3 separate regions of the Mus musculus genome follow, and regions 1 and 2 are each linked to region 3. Evidence: chromatin contacts called from public HiChIP or PLAC-seq and promoter capture Hi-C data. All regions are on one chromosome and are shown on one strand. The core of a region is the stretch at or near the end of the contact, and the rest is flanking DNA. Distances in the headings are between cores, read along the strand shown.

Region 1 (2,700 bases), core at 49-2,548, 2.5 Mb after region 3:
GGCTACGTGGAAAAACCTTGCCAAAAAAAAAAAAAAAAAGCTGAGCAAATTAAGGCACCACATATTCACTTTTAGAAGCAGAACTGATAGCCAGGTCTGTAATCCTGGCACTCGGGAGGCAGAAGCAGGCAGATCTCTTAAGTTCACGGCTACCCTGGCCTGTACCTATCACCTGCCGGTTTATCCTTTCTTCCTTCCACCCTGGCACACTAATACCCCAGATTTGTCTCTGGTCCCTGAACCTCTTCCCTACCGCTCCAGGACACTCCTCGTCTCTCCAGGCTCAACTTTTTAAAAGGCTTCTTCTGTTCTCACAACACATGTCTCCAAGATACACACCTGCAGACACTGACACGGCCTCTCTCCACTTGCCTGCTCACCCGTGTTCGCAACAGTGAAACAAGACCCTAATGTTAGGAAGGCTACATATGTGACAGTACAAAGCTGAAGCCTAGGATCATTCGAACCCAGGAGATCAAGGCCACCTTGGGCAAAACAACAGAGACCTCATCTCAAAAAGGTGCCCAAGGACACCAGTCGTTGTGGTACTGTGTGAAGATGGAATTAAGAACAGGAGGATGTGTTCTGTACCGTTCTCTCCTTGCCTCTCAATCAATCCAGACCTGTGCCTGCCTCCATGTCATAAAGCGAAAAAAGGTCCCAAGCTCTCCCTCCCACAGGAGCCCAGCGTCTTCCCCATAGACACATCAGAGATAAACGACGATATCTCACTGCCGGAAACTGGAGGGTAGACCCAGGATCTCGAGCCAAACACCCAGCTCTGTTGCCAGTCGCACTGAGTCTTCTAGTCACCACGAGCCTCCGTTTATCCTTCCTCCCGGTAAAAACTCACCTCTCGCTCTCAGAATCGCTGGAAATCTCTTCATTCATTTTGCCGCCACCCTTGGACTTGCCCCTGTCCGCAGCAGAGTCTACCTGGAAATCAAACGATCCTCTCTTGGTCACGAGGCCCAGGACTGAGAGAGGCAAGTAGCACCTGGCCCTGGCCAAGTAGAAGGTTTCCCAGGATTTGGTGGATAGAAGAAAAGAGATGTAGGCTTCCTTCTGACGGAGCCCTTGGCAAAGATACTTGCCCCGATGGGGGCCCTGGGATGGAACGATGGCTCTCCCAGGAGCTAGATCGGTCGCGCCCAAGAGTACACCATGCTCACCTTTCGCCGCCGCTTGCCGGCCACCGGAGCCGCCCCGGGCCCGGGAGCTGGCTTTGCCCGCTTACGAGTTGCCACGGCGGTCGACATACTGTTCAAGGTGCCGCTACCCCGAAGAACTCACATGGCTGCTAAACCCCAGCCGCATGGCAAGACCCGGAGCCCTGATAGGTTCCCACGGCGCAGCGGGCCCCACCTTCCGCAGCTCCATTGGGCCCTTGAGAAGATCCTGCCACGCCCCCAAACGTCTATTGGACCGACGCAGCTGGACACGCCTTCAAGAGCTCCTATAGGCTCCGGCGCCAGCCTGGAGTAGGAAGCAAGTCTCTCTTGCGATTTCCGGCCTGGGCCTGTGGCGCTTGCGCTCTGCTAACGCCTGACTAGCAGGGAGGGGTGGGGCCAGGAGGGCATGCGGTGCTTGCGTCTTATGGCCACAAGGTGGAGCCAGAGGTGCGGGGTTCTGTGATTTTTCCGCTGGAACAGCGATTGAAGCTAATACAACCAGACTCTAAAACTTAAGGAATGGAATTCAGGCAGCTCTGGAGAGGAGACAGCATCCGAACCCAGAGCCAAAATCACCGGGCAAATAATGGATATATGCTGTATGTGCCTAGTCAAAGCTGCATGAGGGGCCAGTCAGTCCGAGCGGCTTTGGATACGTCTACATTACTGTCATTTCATCTCTGGGACTGGCCACCAACCTCAGCCTACCCAGCCTCTGACTCACCCCACTAGCGGCCAAAAGCTGGAATTCTACACCACCCCCAAGCTCTTTCCCCTCCTCACGTGATTGCTGGGAAATCCCTACCAAAAACTAGCTGAAGGCTCACGAAGGGTCGCTAGATGGGATCCCAGACTTGGAACTTGTTTCTTAGGAGGCACATTCAGCATTCCTGATACCGGGCTGGATAACAGCCACCTCTTCCAGGGTCCTGTTTCATTTGGGTGAGTGTCCTTTGGCCCTGCCCTAGAGTCCTCTGCAGGGCAGGGAAGGGTGAGGTTAAAGTGGCTCTTGCTCTCTCTGGCACTTGAAAGCCTGAAACTTTGGCTGGCACCCCAGAACTCAGGACTGTTAGCAAAAGGCTACACCACTTGGTCCTAAGCTCTAGAGAGGTAGATCCAGCTGCAGAAGGGCAACTTATAGGGTCCTTCCCCTGTAGCTCAGATGATTCAGCCCAGCAACCTAGCCAGATGACTGACAGGAGGAGGAAATGTTCTAGAAGGGGAAGGGCCCCAGCGTGGGTGGGGTGAGCCGGCTTTCACTTTTTCTGCTGCCTCGGGGAACACCTCGAGCCAACTGCTTCCTAACTCCAGGGTGGGCAGAACTGACGGGCTCTAAGCTTCTGCATCTCTGAGGTACAAAGTGCAGGTTTGGAGATGGGGATATGTAAACCAAGGAGTAGGAGGCCAGCCTCCTAAAGGGCAAATCTGAACGCTCCCTACCTCTTGCCCCAGGAGAACCATGGCTCCAAAACGAAAGGCCTCTGTGCAGACTGAGGGCTCCAAGAAGCGGCGACAAGGGACAGAGGAG
Region 2 (2,867 bases), core at 213-2,712, 2.6 Mb after region 3:
AGACAAGGAACACCATGAAGCTAGACATGGCCCTGCGGCACCCGAGGGTGCCGCAGGACTCCCCTCCCCTCCCAGCCTGTCTGCTGCCAGCAAGAGGCCATTTTGGAATGTTAATTGGAAACACCGGCTGCAGCCAATAGCTCCCCTCACCCCCTGGCCCGCAGGCAAGCTGCCTGTCTCCCCCTTCCATAAACTCAGGGGCAGCGAACTGAGGCCCATTCCCCATTCCCCAACACACACACACACTCACACCTGGGCCACTGCCCACACATCTGCAGAAGTGCCTCCAAGCCGTGATTCTGATTGATAGGGGCCATAGTGGGATCCCAGAGAAACCATCATAAACGGGCCCATGCACTGGAGGGTGGGTGATACTGAAAAAGGTACCTTCCCGATCCTATCTTCCTAATGACATAAATTCCTGTGGGCCCTGCTCTTTTCTGGGTTCCAGTACCGATCTCTCCCTTCCTCCGAGCTCAACTGGAGCCTGTGCGCTGTTGTCTACCCATCCACAGAGAAAAAAATTAAATAGGAAAGGGAAAGTTTGTTTCAGCCACTGAACGGTGCTGAGAAAGAGAACACAGATCGGGTTCCCTGTGCCTGGCTAAATCCACACCTTAGGGGATGGCTCCCAGAAGGGCGGATTCGGACCAGGGGCGACGTGGCGCCCGGCCTGGCCAAGCGAGTGGAAAGGAAACAGCCTGCAGCGAGGGCGCCAGGGAGCAGAGGCGCAGCCCCAATACCGCCTGGGGTCTAGGTTCTGTCCTCACCTTGGAGGTAGTAGGCCTGGCAGCCGTCGTCTCGCAGCTTCTGCAGGAGCAGGCCGAGAACGGAGGCGGGGGCGCCGGGCTCGGGCTGCCACTCCGCCGTGGCCTCGTCGTAGAGCAGCACGGTGGCCGCCTTGCAGCGCGTGGCGAAGCGCTCCTTGTCGGCATGGTTGGGAATGATGGAGCGGATGGGCAGGTTGCCTTTGCGCAGGCGGCGCAGCATGAGACCCGGGATGGCCAGGTTGATGGCCGTCTCAATGTGCGACGATTCGAAGAGCTCGTGCGGCCGGCAATCTAGCAGCAGCAGGGACGCGCCACCGCGCGCCTCCAGCTCCTCCTGCAGCCACTCGGCGCTCTTGCAGGGCATGGCCCCCGCTCCCGTCGTCGCTCCCGCTCCGATGCCTGCGCCGGACCCAGATCCCGCACCGGGCTCCGACCCCGCCCGAGTGCCCCCAGCCGCCGCCGCCGCCGCCGCCCCCGAAGTCGACATGTGCGCCCGCACTGGGGGCCCGCGGAGCTGGTTTTTCATGGGGATCCCGGGGCCGGGGCCGGGGCCGGGCAACCCAGCCCTGGGACGGCGCCCCGGCCGCGCTGGCCCCAGCCGCGTCTCCGGGCGCCCGCCTCCCGCCGAGCCGCGCGCCCGCCGCCCCGGCCTCCCAGCCTCCGGCCTCAGTCCCGCCCGGCCGGCCCTCCGCGCGTGCCGCGGCCTGACAGCCCCAATTAAACCGCGGCTCCGGCGGCCGCGCGCCCGGGCGTCCTCCGGGAGGCGGGGCCGTGAGGCCGGCGCCTGGGCTTAAAGGCACCGCGCCTCCGCAGCCCCTCCCCCGCAAGCGGCGCGGGAGCGCCCTCGGCCGGCTCCTACGGGCCCGCCTAGCCGGGACCTGGCTACCACCTGCCCAGGGGCGAGCCAAGGCGGCCTCGCAGATCTCTGGCTGAGCGCCTACATCTGTGCCTTGCAGAAAGGCTGCACTGGGACCCCACCTAACATTTACAGAAGCAGAATTTCTTCAGGATTGGGGGCAGGGGGCGGTCACCCAGAGCCAGTCTTCCCTCCTCTTGTCTGTTATCCTCATTCATTCTCTGATAGCGTTCATTCAACAAATGGAAACTGAATTCCTACTACGTGTCGTGCTCTGTGTTAGGCGGTCTTAGTTTCAGATGACCGCATCATCCCAACCCTTGATGGCCATAGGTTCCAGACCTGAGTTGGAGGGTCTGCTGAGGGAATAGGTGACTTGGGTTGGGGGGGGGGTGTTCAAGGACCGCTCTCGCAAATCGCAGGCAGAAGTGGAGGAATTCTGAAAGGACCAACCCTGGGTAAGGGAACGCGAGCTCTTTAAGAAAGCTTTTACAAGTGCGGTGGTGACTGGCCCGGAGTGAAGCGCCACGTGACTTTCCTATTGGGGCGGGTAGGAGGGAGGGAGCGCTCCATAATCAGCTTCCCTTCGCCTACCTCTCTCTCCAGGCACCAATCAAGTTTCGCGGTAGGCGGGCACGCGCTCGGCAGATAGTCAATCGCCGCCGAAAGAGGCTGCGGGGAAAGGAGGCGGGTCCCGCGGCGGGTCCACCCAGCTGGAAGTGGGCGGGGCCTCGTCCAGCGTGCTGTTCGGGCTCTCAGGCGGGTGGGGCTCAGGAGGTACGTGGCTCTGCAGGTAGGGCTCAAACAAAGCGGCAGGACCGACCGCAAGGTTTTGACCAGACCAAGGCGGTCTTTCCTTGGAGGGAGCTGTTCCTCCCAAGCCCCGAGTGCATTCTCTTAACAGGCTGGGGATCCCAACTTGAGGCTTAGTCCCTCACTCCGTCCCGGGCTAGTCATCTCTGAGCCAACTTGACCCTAACCCGGGATTGCGGTGTCAGGGGTGTCCGATCGGGCTACAGTTTCAATCTCCATCTCCCAATTAAATGTTCTCCCCCCTCCCTTTTTTTCTCAGCCGCAGGAGCCCTCTTCTACATTCGCTTAGAGAAAGGCCACAGTAGGGCAGCCAGGGAGGGTCTTGTCAGGAGGGGTTGTAGATATAAAGAGCTGACCCTTTTGTGAGTACTGTCCTGGACACAGCTGGTAGACAGCTTCCAGAGGCCAAGTGTTAAGTCCCAATCTGT
Region 3 (2,825 bases), core at 246-2,745:
GACGGCTGTCCTAATAGACTGGCAAGGAGCTTCTGATTAATTCTTCCTTTTGGAAGCTGGCCAGGCTAAATCCACAGCCCCTGAGGACTCAGAATGTGTCTGTCTGCACAGCTATGGCTCCACCAGTACCCATACTGTGGTCAGAGCCACCACCCACAGGAACACAGTCTGCTTCTGAACTACTGCCATTCTAGGAGGACCCAAGTCATGATCATATAACACACGCCTTCCCCACTCCCAACCCCTCTCATTATGGTAATGGTCAAAGTCGTGGCCTCAGGCTGGCCTTGGCCACAGAAGCGTAGAGGACCCTCCCCTCCCTTATCACACACAGCAGCCTTTAGGAATGCACGGAGACCCTGGCACATCACACAACAGCCTGATCTCCATTTCCATATCTGCGCCACCAGTTGTACGAGATGTTCTCTGAGGTCTTTGCCAAGCTGCAAATTCATTACAATATTTGAGTTACTTATAAAACAATTTTTTTCTTTTCCCTGTCAATAAAAAATTACAGACTCGTTCAAGAACAAACAGAAAAGCCAAGGAAGTAGATGAGAACACTCAGGATCCCAGAAGAGGTAAGTCACTTCGCAATTCACAAATTCCAGCATAGTTCTTTGATGTTTGACTCTCCTGTGCAGTTATTTAACAGTGAACTCAAGTGGGTGCTTCCACATCCAGGGGCACAGATATAGGTCCATATGGTGTGCCGTTCCCACTGTCCAAATCTTGACAACTGTACTCCCCCAAAGTTCCTCTAAAACTTTGGCATTAAAACCAAGGGGTACCTGAGGACTACTAACTAGCCCATGGCTAGGCTTTCAAAAGTTCTCAGCTCAAAGAAGCCAACTGCCTTGTCTGGAGCTACACAACTCAGTTTCCAGCCAGACTTCCCGCTAGCCCACTCTGTGGCCAGGAGAGAGTAAAGAGCCACGGCCACAAACGAAGTCCTCTTCTATACACAGGCACTGGAAACAGCTCGGGTCGGTGCCTATCCACTGGGTCAGACCCAGTCTCCAACAGACTGAGATGTCCCCTCACATCTGTCCCCACTCCTGCTTCACCACACTTCTGCGGGCCACTGTCACGGTACCACGGTCACTCCCGCTCACCTGTTCTCAGCCTCTCACCTGTCCCCGACTCCGCCCACCAGTTACAATAGCCTCACCGGTGCCTGCTTCTCTACCAGTCTCCTGCCTTTTCACTCGAGACCCTCGTCTAGGCCGTCTACCCACCCATCAGGGTTCACCTTCTCTCTCTCCTTTAGGACCCCGGTCTTACCACCACGCTGGCTGGCGTGCAGAGCGGGCCTGCCATTGCTGTACGGCATCCAGATCTTCTTCAGGGGATTCTGGGTCAGTTCCCGTGGAGACGCCATCCCTGGGCTGGGATGAATCGGACTGCGCTGCTACTCACCCAGCAACCGGGCCACCTCGGGCCACCCGAGGTCCCGCCCCTCCGGCCCCGCCCACCCTCTAGCGGCTCCAACTCTTGTCAATCTTCTCGCAGGCCCGCCCCAGAACTAATAGGCTCCACCCAAACTAAAGAGGCACTGGCCTACGACTACGCATGCCCAATTTTACTATAGCTTCTTTTGGACTAAGCACGCCCCATCCGTCAAACCAGAGTTGATAACGCGCATGCTCAATACTAGCTACCTTTGACACCCGGATTATGCAGACCCCGCCCCGGATGTGAAGTTTACTGTACTCAACCAGATTGTTCTTATATGCATAGGCCCCACTCATGGTCCCGCCCAGGGTGCTGCAGCCCTGCCCCAAAGCTTGTGTGGCCTCTTACTCCCTTGAGAAATGTGACCTCACAGTCGCCTACTGAGAAGGGTACGGAGAAGCTGAGCAGGCCTGCGTGATCCTCAGAGCCGGATAGTCTGGACCAGCGTGGCACTTGTCCCTGAATGGCTCTAATGACTGACTTGCTGCCCTGGAAGTCAACCACCGCTGCGCCCTCCTGGACCTTCTTCGTTCCTCCTCGGTTGCTTTTAGCCTTGAAACTTCCCGGGTCCACAAGAACAACTTGTTCAACCACACAGAAAAAGTTCCCTTCTCTTAGGGACATAAACACAGAATACATCTCAAAATCGACCATGTTTTGGCCTGGCTGCTGGGGAATTTAGGCTAAATCTCTGAAATATATGAACAAGCTGTTTGGGGTCTCACTAAGCAGTATTCTGATTTTCTTCCCAGGATTTATATTTTACCAATTATAATTTTATTGCTGTTTGGTTTTTCTTTCTTTTGGGGGGGAGAAGAAGGGCTGGTTTCATGTTGCCAGGCTGTCCTGGAACTTAATGTGTAGCTGAGGATAACCTTGAACTTCTGCTCATCTTGCTTTCACCTTCCAAGCTCCAGTGTTTCCACAGAGTTTATGCAGGGAATCGAACCTAGAGAACCTAAGGCTTTGTGTATGCTAAGTAAGCTAACCCCAGCCCCAATTAGTGTTTTAATAATGAATTTTTTTTTTAACGAGCTTCTGTCTCTTCATCAGGAAAATGAGATGCAGACGTCATCAATTTTACAAGACTGTGGTACAGATTAAATGTGTCAGCCTCAGAAATCTGTTTAAAAACATGTGGGCGTTCTCATTCATTATATTACCTCCCTCTCTGCCTTTGAAAATGTACTGGGACAAGGGCCCAGGGCCAGGGCTGGCAGCTCAGGCTTAAGGGCTAAAGTGGTACCATATGAACGAATTCTCCAGCTGGGCGACCCCCAGTGAACATGACCCCTTAGAGGCCAGTGAGGGGTGGTGTTCGGAAGTCACTCTTCTGCGTTTGACCCCCACCAGTCTCCAGAAAGCTCAGG

Evidence for each region. Promoter capture Hi-C pulls out the DNA fragments that hold promoters and counts their contacts. HiChIP or PLAC-seq counts read pairs in DNA pulled down with a chosen protein or histone mark.
Region 1: a contact with region 3 is called in an H3K4me3 HiChIP or PLAC-seq map of fetal liver, with 8 times the contacts expected there. The contact joins the promoter of Rrp9 here to the promoter of Pfkfb4 in region 3. A contact is called at or near these places in 1 of 39 promoter capture datasets (liver), 1 of 484 Hi-C or Micro-C datasets (B cells), 1 of 115 datasets of contacts at active chromatin or transcription factors (fetal liver) and 1 of 9 other capture datasets (liver).
Region 2: a contact with region 3 is called in a promoter capture Hi-C map of pre-B cells, with 3 times the contacts expected there. The contact joins the promoter of Dusp7 here to the promoter of Pfkfb4 in region 3. A contact is called at or near these places in 2 of 39 promoter capture datasets (cranial neural crest and pre-B cells).

Annotation. Positions count from the first base shown.
Region 1 is chr9:106,475,907-106,478,606 of GRCm38.p6, reverse strand. Rrp9 (RRP9, small subunit (SSU) processome component, homolog (yeast)) reads right to left here and starts at 1,298. Exons shown (of 15, transcript NM_145620.4): 1 at 1,173-1,298; 2 at 854-936. The coding sequence starts at 1,259. Parp3 (poly (ADP-ribose) polymerase family, member 3) reads left to right here and starts at 1,658. Exons shown (of 11, transcript NM_145619.3): 1 at 1,658-2,114; 2 at 2,625-2,700. The coding sequence starts at 2,632.
Region 2 is chr9:106,367,227-106,370,093 of GRCm38.p6, reverse strand. Dusp7 (dual specificity phosphatase 7) reads right to left here and starts at 1,462. Exons shown (of 3, transcript NM_153459.4): 1 at 771-1,462. The coding sequence starts at 1,296.
Region 3 is chr9:108,990,572-108,993,396 of GRCm38.p6, reverse strand. It overlaps Pfkfb4 (6-phosphofructo-2-kinase/fructose-2,6-biphosphatase 4), which reads right to left and starts at 1,495. Exons shown (of 14, transcript NM_173019.5): 1 at 1,285-1,495. The coding sequence starts at 1,381.